Linked DNA regions of Mus musculus: region 1 is linked to region 2. A link is a contact called in public Hi-C data. All regions are on one chromosome and are shown on one strand. The core of a region is the stretch at or near the end of the contact, and the rest is flanking DNA. Distances in the headings are between cores, read along the strand shown.

Region 1 (4,420 bases), core at 1,549-4,048, 980 kb before region 2:
TTATAGCCCGAGCAGGCTATGTATGTGTATTATATATATATATATATATATATATATATATATATATATATATATACATATATACACACATATATATATATATGTATATATATATATATATTATATGTGTGTATGTGTGTGCATTCAATACCACCATTATCATCACCATCATTATCACCATTACTATCATCACCATTATCACCACCATCATCGTTGTCACCATCACCATCATCATTGTCATTGCCACCACCACTGCCGCCATGGCCATCATCATCATCCTTCCTCCTCATCAACATGGAGCTGAATAGATGATATGTCATATTCACTTCTAACCATGTCTGCTATTCAGTATATGGTCATGATTACACAAGGACCCTACATATCCAGCAATTCTGTGCTCCTGGTGATCTGTGAAGTTTGGAGTGTGGGGTCTGAGTGTTGCTAGTGTTTAAATATTAAAGATATGGCTGTCACAATGAAATAAAACATGGCTTTATATATTTGACTCTTTTACATTAATAAATGTGTGTATGTGTGTGTGTATGTGTGTGTGTGTGTGAGAGAGAGAGAGAGAGAGAGAGAGAGAGAGAGAGAGACTACAACCTGAGTGTGGAGGTTAGAGCACAATTATAGGAATCGGTTCTTTCCTTTCCTTCTGCCATGTGAGTTCTTGGAGTTAACTCAGGCTCTCAGGCTTCCCTTTCTACGTGATTTTAGAGATATTTAAATTCACTCATTTCTTTTTCAACAGGTATCTATTGAGTGCCTATTGTGTACTGGGGCAATATCCAATGATTAGCAGATAAAGATTCCTTCCTTCCTTTGTAATGGATGCTTGTAACAGAAAGATTTGCACCCTGTTCTTTGTACAAGCAATGCATTACATGCCAGGGCTCATGCCACAGGGAGTAATTCTGAGAAAGGGTTAAATATTTCAAAATATATGAGGTAAAAGTCAAAATTTCCTCCTTCCAAGATATGTGAAGATGTATATTTACAAAAAACCTAAATCTTTAGGTTTTATTTTGTCATAAAAATTGTTCCCATGTGTAGAGCGATATCAGATGCTGAGATTCAAGCTGCCCCTGTCTACAGTCATGCCACCCCCACCCTGGATGCACCGGTGGTTAGATGCTGATTTTTTTTAGTATTTTCCATCATAAAAAGATAAAGCACAGAAAAGAAGAGGAAGAAATTAAAGCAAATATAAATTTGAAAGATGGTACAAACATATAGGTAATTTATAGCCCGAGCAGGCTATGTATGTGTATGTGTATGTGTATATCTATGTGTGTGTGCGTGTGTGCGTGTGTGTGTACATTCAATAACAATGAACAAAAAAGGCCATTGATTTGAAGGAGAGTGTTTGAAGCCGGGCATGTTGGAGGGTTTAGAGGGAGGAAAGGGAAGAGAGAAATATTGAAACTATATTATAAACTCAAAAAATTTGCATAAGCCTGAAAGTTAGGAATTTAAGCTCATCCATAGAATTCCAAGAGGTATGTCCTTACGTGTGATTTAAAAAAAAAAAAAAAAGGAAAAAAAACAGTTCTGGGAGAAGTTGAATTATTAAAGAATGCATTTAAAAAATCTAAGCAAAGATGCAAACCATGAATACTTCCTAGAGGTTTTTAAATTCTTTATTAAAATAAGTGTGTGAGGCCCAGAAAACCCAGTTGCATTTGTCTCTACTAAAACATCACCTTAAATTCTACCAAAATTGAATTTGACACAATTCAGGTCAGGTTTCCTAACAATAGAACCCTGCACCATGGGACCCCTAGTCTGTCCAATTCAGGGACTTCCTTCATCAGTCACCCAGTACCCAGCAAGCCCAATCCAATCCTGTGCAGGAAAAGCAATTAAACATTTTAAGCAGAGATAAGAGAATCACAAATACCCAGTTTCTATGGCCTGACCAGCTACCTGGCCGTGTAAAAGTCTCTAAGTGCAAGAATTTATTGCAGAATTGTAGCCAGCCTAAGAGGCATTGATTTCTGCAGCGTGTGTAGATTGCTGGTTTTAAAGAGAAATCCCTAATGATGTTCATCTTTAATTTTTCTCTTCAAATAGAAAGGAGGCAAGTTGTGCATAAAGGCCTCAGTGTAAGCAAATGAGTGTCTTTATGGCTGTAAAGATGTATTGTGAGACTTCTCACAAAAATAGGAACCCAGCAAACCGCCTGGGTGTAATTAGGCATAATCTGACGCATGCAACCCATAACGGAGGAAGAGCTAATTACAATCACAATACACTGTGCTTAGAGACATATTTATTGTGCTTAGTCTTAAGATGTTTACGTCACCTGAAGGAAAGGGCTCCAGGAGCACTTCGATGTAATCAAAGCAGAGACCATCTTCCTTCCGAAACCACATTTACTTTCATCGCTGTAGTTTAAGGCAGATGGCATTGCAATCCACATTAACCTCTGGAACCTCACCTGCCGCAAGCTAGCGCTGCTGAAAACAAACTCACGCCCCGCCCACAAACTCAAGCCCCGCCCACCCATCCTCACCTCACAACACTCACTGGAGGTAAAATTGAAATACAGTCCCTGGCCAGGATAACCCAACCACTGACTGCTCAAGGAAGGGTACCTACGAGCGCAGGTCCTTATTAAAGGACGAAGCAGGCATGATTAATCCTCAGAACCGAGGCAAACCCCTGGCCTTTCCAGAACACTGGCCTGAATGCTTGCCTCACAGGGACCATTCACGACAGTTGCTCATGGAACAGAGGCTGGGGCCCAAGTCTACACAGTGATTCTACCGTCCAGGGGTGGAGACCAATGAGTAACAATCCCTCTGTTCATGTTGAACTTTGAACTGCTAACCACCAACCTAAGGCAGAGCAAGCAGGTCACATTGACCCCAGTCTCCAGCTACTTTCCTTCCTGAACATAGCTTCCAAGAAAAGAACTGAGAGGAGCATCTAATTAGAGTTTCCAAAAGGTGTAAATGACTGTGACTTCACCATGATTCTGTGGTCTGCAGTTTCTCTTAGGGTGTGGCTTGTGGAGACAGGCCACTGGTTAGGGATGGACGTGGCAGGAGTCTGTAACTCTCTTGCTGTGTAAGGAGGGGCAGGCACACAGGTAGACATTTAAGGGATGACCTGCTCTTGCTGCTTAAGGCATTGACAGCTGTCCTTGGCACTGCTAAACACTGAGCACATATTTGTTCTTTAAATTTTTTTGCACAGTTAAAAGGAGTTCAGTTTAAAAGACACTACATGCCCCTGATTTTGCAACCTCTTTCTAACTGTAGCCCCCTACCCTCAAGTGCCTGAATTCTGGCTCCCTGGAGAGGGTAAATCATGAAACATATGCTTAGTTTGAAAATGTAGCTTTCAAAGAATGTGCTATTGGAATATGCAACGGATTTTCTTACCCTGGAACTTTATCTTTGCCCCAAAGATTTGTCAAAAGAGAATTGAATGCAGACAAGTCAATCTATACATTGTGGCCAGATGAGAAGAATATGTGTGTGATCTTATATACTTTGGGGGAACAGCCAGAAATGTTGAAAGAGGACATCTTTATGAATGCGAGGATTTCATGTTTCTCCCCTTGGAAATTGACCTTTTAGCTAAAAGCATTGGAAACAGAAGAGGCATTCGTTAATCATTGATAGTTGGGATGGGGTTGGCTAAAATGTTTAAATAAACAAAATGATGCATGGGCTTCCCCCGGGTTTAAAGTCTTAAAGAGGTAACATTAGTGATCATATTTTTATAGTAAAGAGCTACAAGAAAGCCTTGGCTGAGCCTATAGCAGCGATATAGATTGTGACAAAGATTTTTTTTAAATACCAAGAGAATTAAAAATAGCCAGTTTTAATGTGGTTCTTTATAGTTTTCTTCAAGCACTTATATTCTCAAAGTGTGAAGATAATAGGAACCACTTGTGAGAATCAGCAAATAATAGAAAAATGGGGGGAAAAGTATTTAACAAAACCTCTGTGCCATTTAAATCAGCTGATGTCAAAAATAAAGGCCCCAACCAAGTCTGGGTTCCAACAGTGGGGGGTGGGGGGGAGGGCTGCCGCTGAAGAGATCTACTTCCTGTGGAGAGCACACTCCCTCCCTGGCATGTGTCAAGGCTACAGAGAATTTGATGCATCAACATGCAGAACACACAGATATGACCCTTGCCACCAGAATGTAGCCTTCCACCTGAACCGTATGAGTAACAGGTCTTATTCTCTCTCTGTCTCTCTCTGTGTTTCCCTGTCTCTCTGTCTCTGTCTCCATCTCTCTCTCTCCTTCTCTCCCCCCCCCCTGTCTCATTTTCTGTCCCCCCCCACCCCCACCCATGCCTTTCTCTCTGCATGTTCTCACAGTGAAAATAACACACGTATAATACGCCAACCTTGCGAGAACACAAACTGCCGGGGAACATTACCTTCTGGGCTGTGGCGGA
Region 2 (4,877 bases), core at 1,974-4,473:
CCTGCTTCCTGCAAGTCATCTGCATCTTTTGGAGGAACTGCCAGCTACAGGAGGCTCTTCTCTCTCTCTCTCTCTCTCTCTCTCTCTCTCTCTCTCTCTCTCTCTCTTTCTCTCCCCTTTCCTGTTAACTCATTTCCTTCATTCAGCTGAATCACTTAGCATCTTCCTAAGTGTAGACACATATCAGCTCTGCTCTTCTGTGTGTTCAGAACACTTTTATACTGACTTTATATATTGTTGATGGTTTATTGGAGCTGAGATGCTAAGCGATAGTTTGTTCCCTTCAGAACTTGCTAGCATGCTACATGGCATCTGCTGTCATTGTTACTGCTGAATAGCCCCGTGCCTCTGCCATTAGCAACTTAGTGTGCAATTTCTGCTCCCTCTCATGAAGCTTTCAAGCTCTTTGCCTTAGCTGTTTTAATATCTCTGAAGTCCTCCTAGCATGGGTATGCATTTTCCCTTAGCTTTGCTTAATGTACCTCTTCAAGAGCACAGTCTCCCTCCACTACCACATGAAGATGCCCATTGTTATGTTCATCTCTGAGAGGAATAAAAGAATTTCAAGTAAGTCATATGATGTACACAAAACTACAGAGAAGAAACTTCAGGGTGAAATCTGAAGCCTGAACATCGGCTTAGCAGTAATCTTTATCTTCTTCCAGTATCAATGGCCTGCTAAATATTCTCCCCAACATTTTCATCTCTAGTTGTGGGTTTTATTTATTCATTTTGCCTGTTTTTGTGAAACAGGAATTACAGCAATTAGTCAATAGCATTGATCCAATAAAAGATAAATGAATTCATGTCCCTTCAATTTTAGCAACTCCTTCTGGTTACTGTGCTATTAGTTGCTATAATAACCACCCTTAGCTTGGTGTTGTATCCAAACCTGCTAAATAAGACATGAGTTATCTTGTGCACACACACACACACACACACACACACACACACACACACACACACACACACACACACAAATTGACCCCCACCTCCATGGAGCTTAGGCAAACCTATCATTTGTGATATCCCTGGTGAGTCAATGTTAAAAGAGCACAGTGCCAAAACTGTTGGCTTTGGTTTCAGAGAACCCAAAGCTCAGAAGTGAAACAGTAAAAATTATCTTATATTTCCTCTTATGGAGCATAGGCAAACACCCACTTAAAAATGATATGAAAAAGTAACTCATACAAGAAATGCAGCTTGTACATATAAGAAATTAATAGAGAATAAAAATATTTATACAACTATTATAACAATTTCAGAGGGAGGTAGTAAGGATTAATTGACATTCAATACAGATGAAGGTATATTCTGTCTCATATGCAGAGGAAATCTATCATTCCCATCAGATACTTAGAAATGCTAATATAAACACTTATGTGTGTAAAGGCTAATTATAACAACCTTCTAAAATAGTCTAACTTTCTTTTTTTGCTAAGATTAAGGAATGAGGCCTGCAGTTTGCCTAAGAGATGCAAAGAGCTGTTACCTGTCTTAAGGAAATTATTGATGATTCTTTTTTAAAACAGCTACTGAACACTGACTGATGATTAAACCTTTGGTCAATGGTAAGAAATCAGAGTTTGAATCAAGAAACTATTTTATATGTGTCTGGCAGGATGTGGTAAATTCTCTCCTGGCTGTGGCTATGGTGGATTTTAACCTCTTGTGGGTAGTTTTATGTTTTGCATATTGTCTTGATAATACGTTTTACAGCAAAACGTGTGTGAAGCAGCAACTTAAAGGTAGTGCAGGTATGGGGGGTGGTGATATTCTTCTCAGTCCTGTATGTCCCTGCTGCCTCACTGAAGAGCCTACCGTTGGGACATTGAGTGCTTTGATTACACACTGAATTTATATCCTTGAATATACTGGACAAAGGATCAGGATGATGATAAAAGTAGGGACATTGTATCTGATCTTCAAGGTCTTTTAATGATGGCACTAAAAACACTCTTCTTTGCTTACAAGAGTGTATAATTTTAAGATGAATTGATGAAGAAGTCGTCATTCAGACTGCCTATACCAGTGTTTGTTGAAAAAAAAAAAGTCACTACTAAAAGTTCTAGTATCTCCAGGTCCACTTCTGAAAGCCTCAATAGGTGTACTTAATACACATCAACTGCCTTCCTTCGCTGAGCGATTTTTTTTTTCAGCTCAAAGAAGGTAAAGGTAACATCATTTCAGATTCTGTGAGAGATCTTCTCTTTCTTTGTCATTCTAACCTGACCAATGGCAGATGGAGCTGAGCATGAAGCCACACAGCAGTGGCATTAGAGAGTGCAACAGAGCTTGCAGAACCAGTTAAAACCACACACTCTCCATAATGATATGCATGACCTCCAGATGCAGGAAGAGCTCTCACTAGCTGTGAAAGAAACCTAGCTGGCTGTAGGGATGGCTCCAGGGTGACCTGACTGGGCTGGGGTCATTAAAGGCCCCAGCTTCTTGTTCTGGAACAGACAGTGGCAGGCCAACAAAACTGTCACTATCTGTTCTGGTGACTATCCAAATGAAGCTTGGCCCAGCTTAGCAGCCTTCTGTTTATACTTCACGTGGCCGGTTTTTCTCCATGCTATCTGGAAGGTGCGCATCTTCAGCTGAAATAATTCACAGAGAGCCTGGGAGTAGCAGAGAGTTTGAAATGGGCAACAACAAAAATTAAAAATAAAAATAAATAAAAATAAATCTAAGGTTGAAGGAGAACATACACTCCTATTAAATAAAGTCTTGGCAACTACTGACTACCCCTTTATTTTAGAAAGTTCAGACCAATGAAGTTACAGCATGAGACTTAAGTTTCTGAAGTTGAACAATAAAAATATAGCTCAGAAATTTATTTTTCATAAATGTCTTTTCTTTACATATATATGTGTGTATATATATATATATTCAAATTATTTATTATTTTACTAATTATAATGTTGTATATGCATGTTTCACTATGGCTTTTTCCTTTCACTGACAAGTTAAATTTCCCTGCATGGCTTTTATGCTTCTGATTTACTTAGATATGACATAGCAGTGTTTAGATCCTATGGTCTTTTGTGCTCCGGAGGCATGGTTTGTGATGCTATTGATCAGTTTCAAGGGCAGGTTAGAAATGAAGCCAAGTCTCTGGAGAGGGGTTGCCATCACCTTGACCTTGGGTGAGCGTTAGACCACTGACCCTTGAACCCCAGGACCTAGCCACCAGATTCTGCTATCTTTGACTGCAGCCAAGCAAGTCAGCGGGAGCACGTGTCGATGTGGCTCTTGCCAAATCGGAATTGACTGACCAGTAGGACGCCTGCGAGCAGCGGGAAATGTGGGTTAAAGTATGTCAATAATGTTTCAGAAGAACGATTTCTCCCAAGAATTGTAGCCGTTGGAATGTTTTGACATTTATTCGGTAGAGAAATGTAGCATGTTTTGTGAAGCACTTCAAGAGGGCTGCTGCTAACTGCTGCGGGGTATTGATCGTCCTGTTAAATTGCACAGGCACACTTGGGAGAGCATTGAGATTCAGGCAACGGGACAGAAAGGATCTGCTGCACCCGATGGTCACTAATGGTAATTGGTTTCGATCCTTGCACTTGAAGAAACCATGATTTACTTGGCTCACTGATGAAATGTAGACACTAAATATTTTGAAAAGGAAAAAAAAAAAAAAAACCATACCATTTTTTAAACATTTACAAGCCAGGTCCTCCATACAGGAATGCCTTGTCTTTACAATAAATTCAGAGGTGTATATAAATACTCATCCAAGGGACCTACAATTCTGATTTTCTTCTTGCTGGTGTCTCTCTCTTTGTGTATCATTTGTCTACCAACTTGTTTCTCAAATTGTTCATAATTTAATTTGAGACAATTTACTTTTCTTGCGAGTTTTGGGTTTAAGGAGTATTTCATAATTATAAAAGAAATACCACATCAGGATGAAAAACAGGATCTGTTCATAAATGTATAAGAACAAATAAGAGAAATAACTTTATCTCTTTTCAGTTGTGTACTATTTTAAAGTAACCACTGTGCTATAAACTATTTAACATAGCTTAAAAATCCTCCCATATTGTACATCTATCAAGAATTCAGAATTTTAGTTGCTAGGTGAATAAATAATATTTTATATTGTTACTGTTAGATATTTTACTTATTTTGATGCTATATTTTGAATTCTACCTTATGAGTATATAAAAGCTAAAAGTATTAATATACATACCTATACATATAGGTAGAAATATATACTCTTATATAAATGTATACATATGTCACACTATATATGTGTGTTTATATGAGAGTTTATGTAATATATAGTATTATGTATATGTTACTGTATATAGTATATATATGGATTACTTTATATATTCTACATAGAATAGTAAGCGCATATTTCATGCAGGTGTCTAAATGTTCATGCTTTCTACCTGGATATATAGTGAATATAACACCTATTTATACATGTACCTCTCTGTCACTGTGTGTGTGTTTTCTGGTCCCAAGTAAAATGTTAATGGATTTTAAATGAATATAAAGGTGTACCCATAGATTGTGAGTGCCATCTTACTCTTTCACACTGTGCTCCCAAAGATGTGACTATTCTCATTTTCAAAAGAAATCATCAAAGCTTTATTCTCAAATTACTATACTAATTTATATAGTTTATATCAATGATTCTAAAACTGTATGAACAAAATTCTCAATTATTTTATATAATATATTTAATATTGCTTGAAGATTTGAATATTAGATAAACATCAAAATTAAGGAAGAAAATTAATAGAATTATAGCTCATAAACAGTATGATATATTAAACATGATACATATTATGTCATCCAATTAATGTATACTATACAGTCATAATCATATCCTCATAATCATAATAATTTAA

What was found. A called contact is a pair of places that touch in the nucleus more often than the background predicts.
Region 1: a Hi-C map of liver shows a contact between it and region 2, with 2.8 times the contacts expected there. The contact joins two enhancer-like sites. A contact is called at or near these places in 1 of 484 Hi-C or Micro-C datasets (liver) and 1 of 9 other capture datasets (embryonic tail).

What each region holds. Positions count from the first base shown.
Region 1 is chr1:42,541,414-42,545,833 of GRCm38.p6, reverse strand. No RefSeq gene overlaps it. Among named protein-coding and RNA genes, the nearest start is that of Gm46089, 30 kb to the left of the region's middle. Within about 2 kb of position 2,798, at least 7 of the 459 cell types and tissues checked have an H3K27ac peak or open chromatin away from gene starts, as enhancers often do. A contact at or near this core is called in liver, where this site is marked.
Region 2 is chr1:41,557,802-41,562,678 of GRCm38.p6, reverse strand. No RefSeq gene overlaps it. Among named protein-coding and RNA genes, the nearest start is that of Gm35935, 13 kb to the left of the region's middle. Within about 2 kb of position 3,223, at least 5 of the 459 cell types and tissues checked have an H3K27ac peak or open chromatin away from gene starts, as enhancers often do. A contact at or near this core is called in liver, where this site is marked.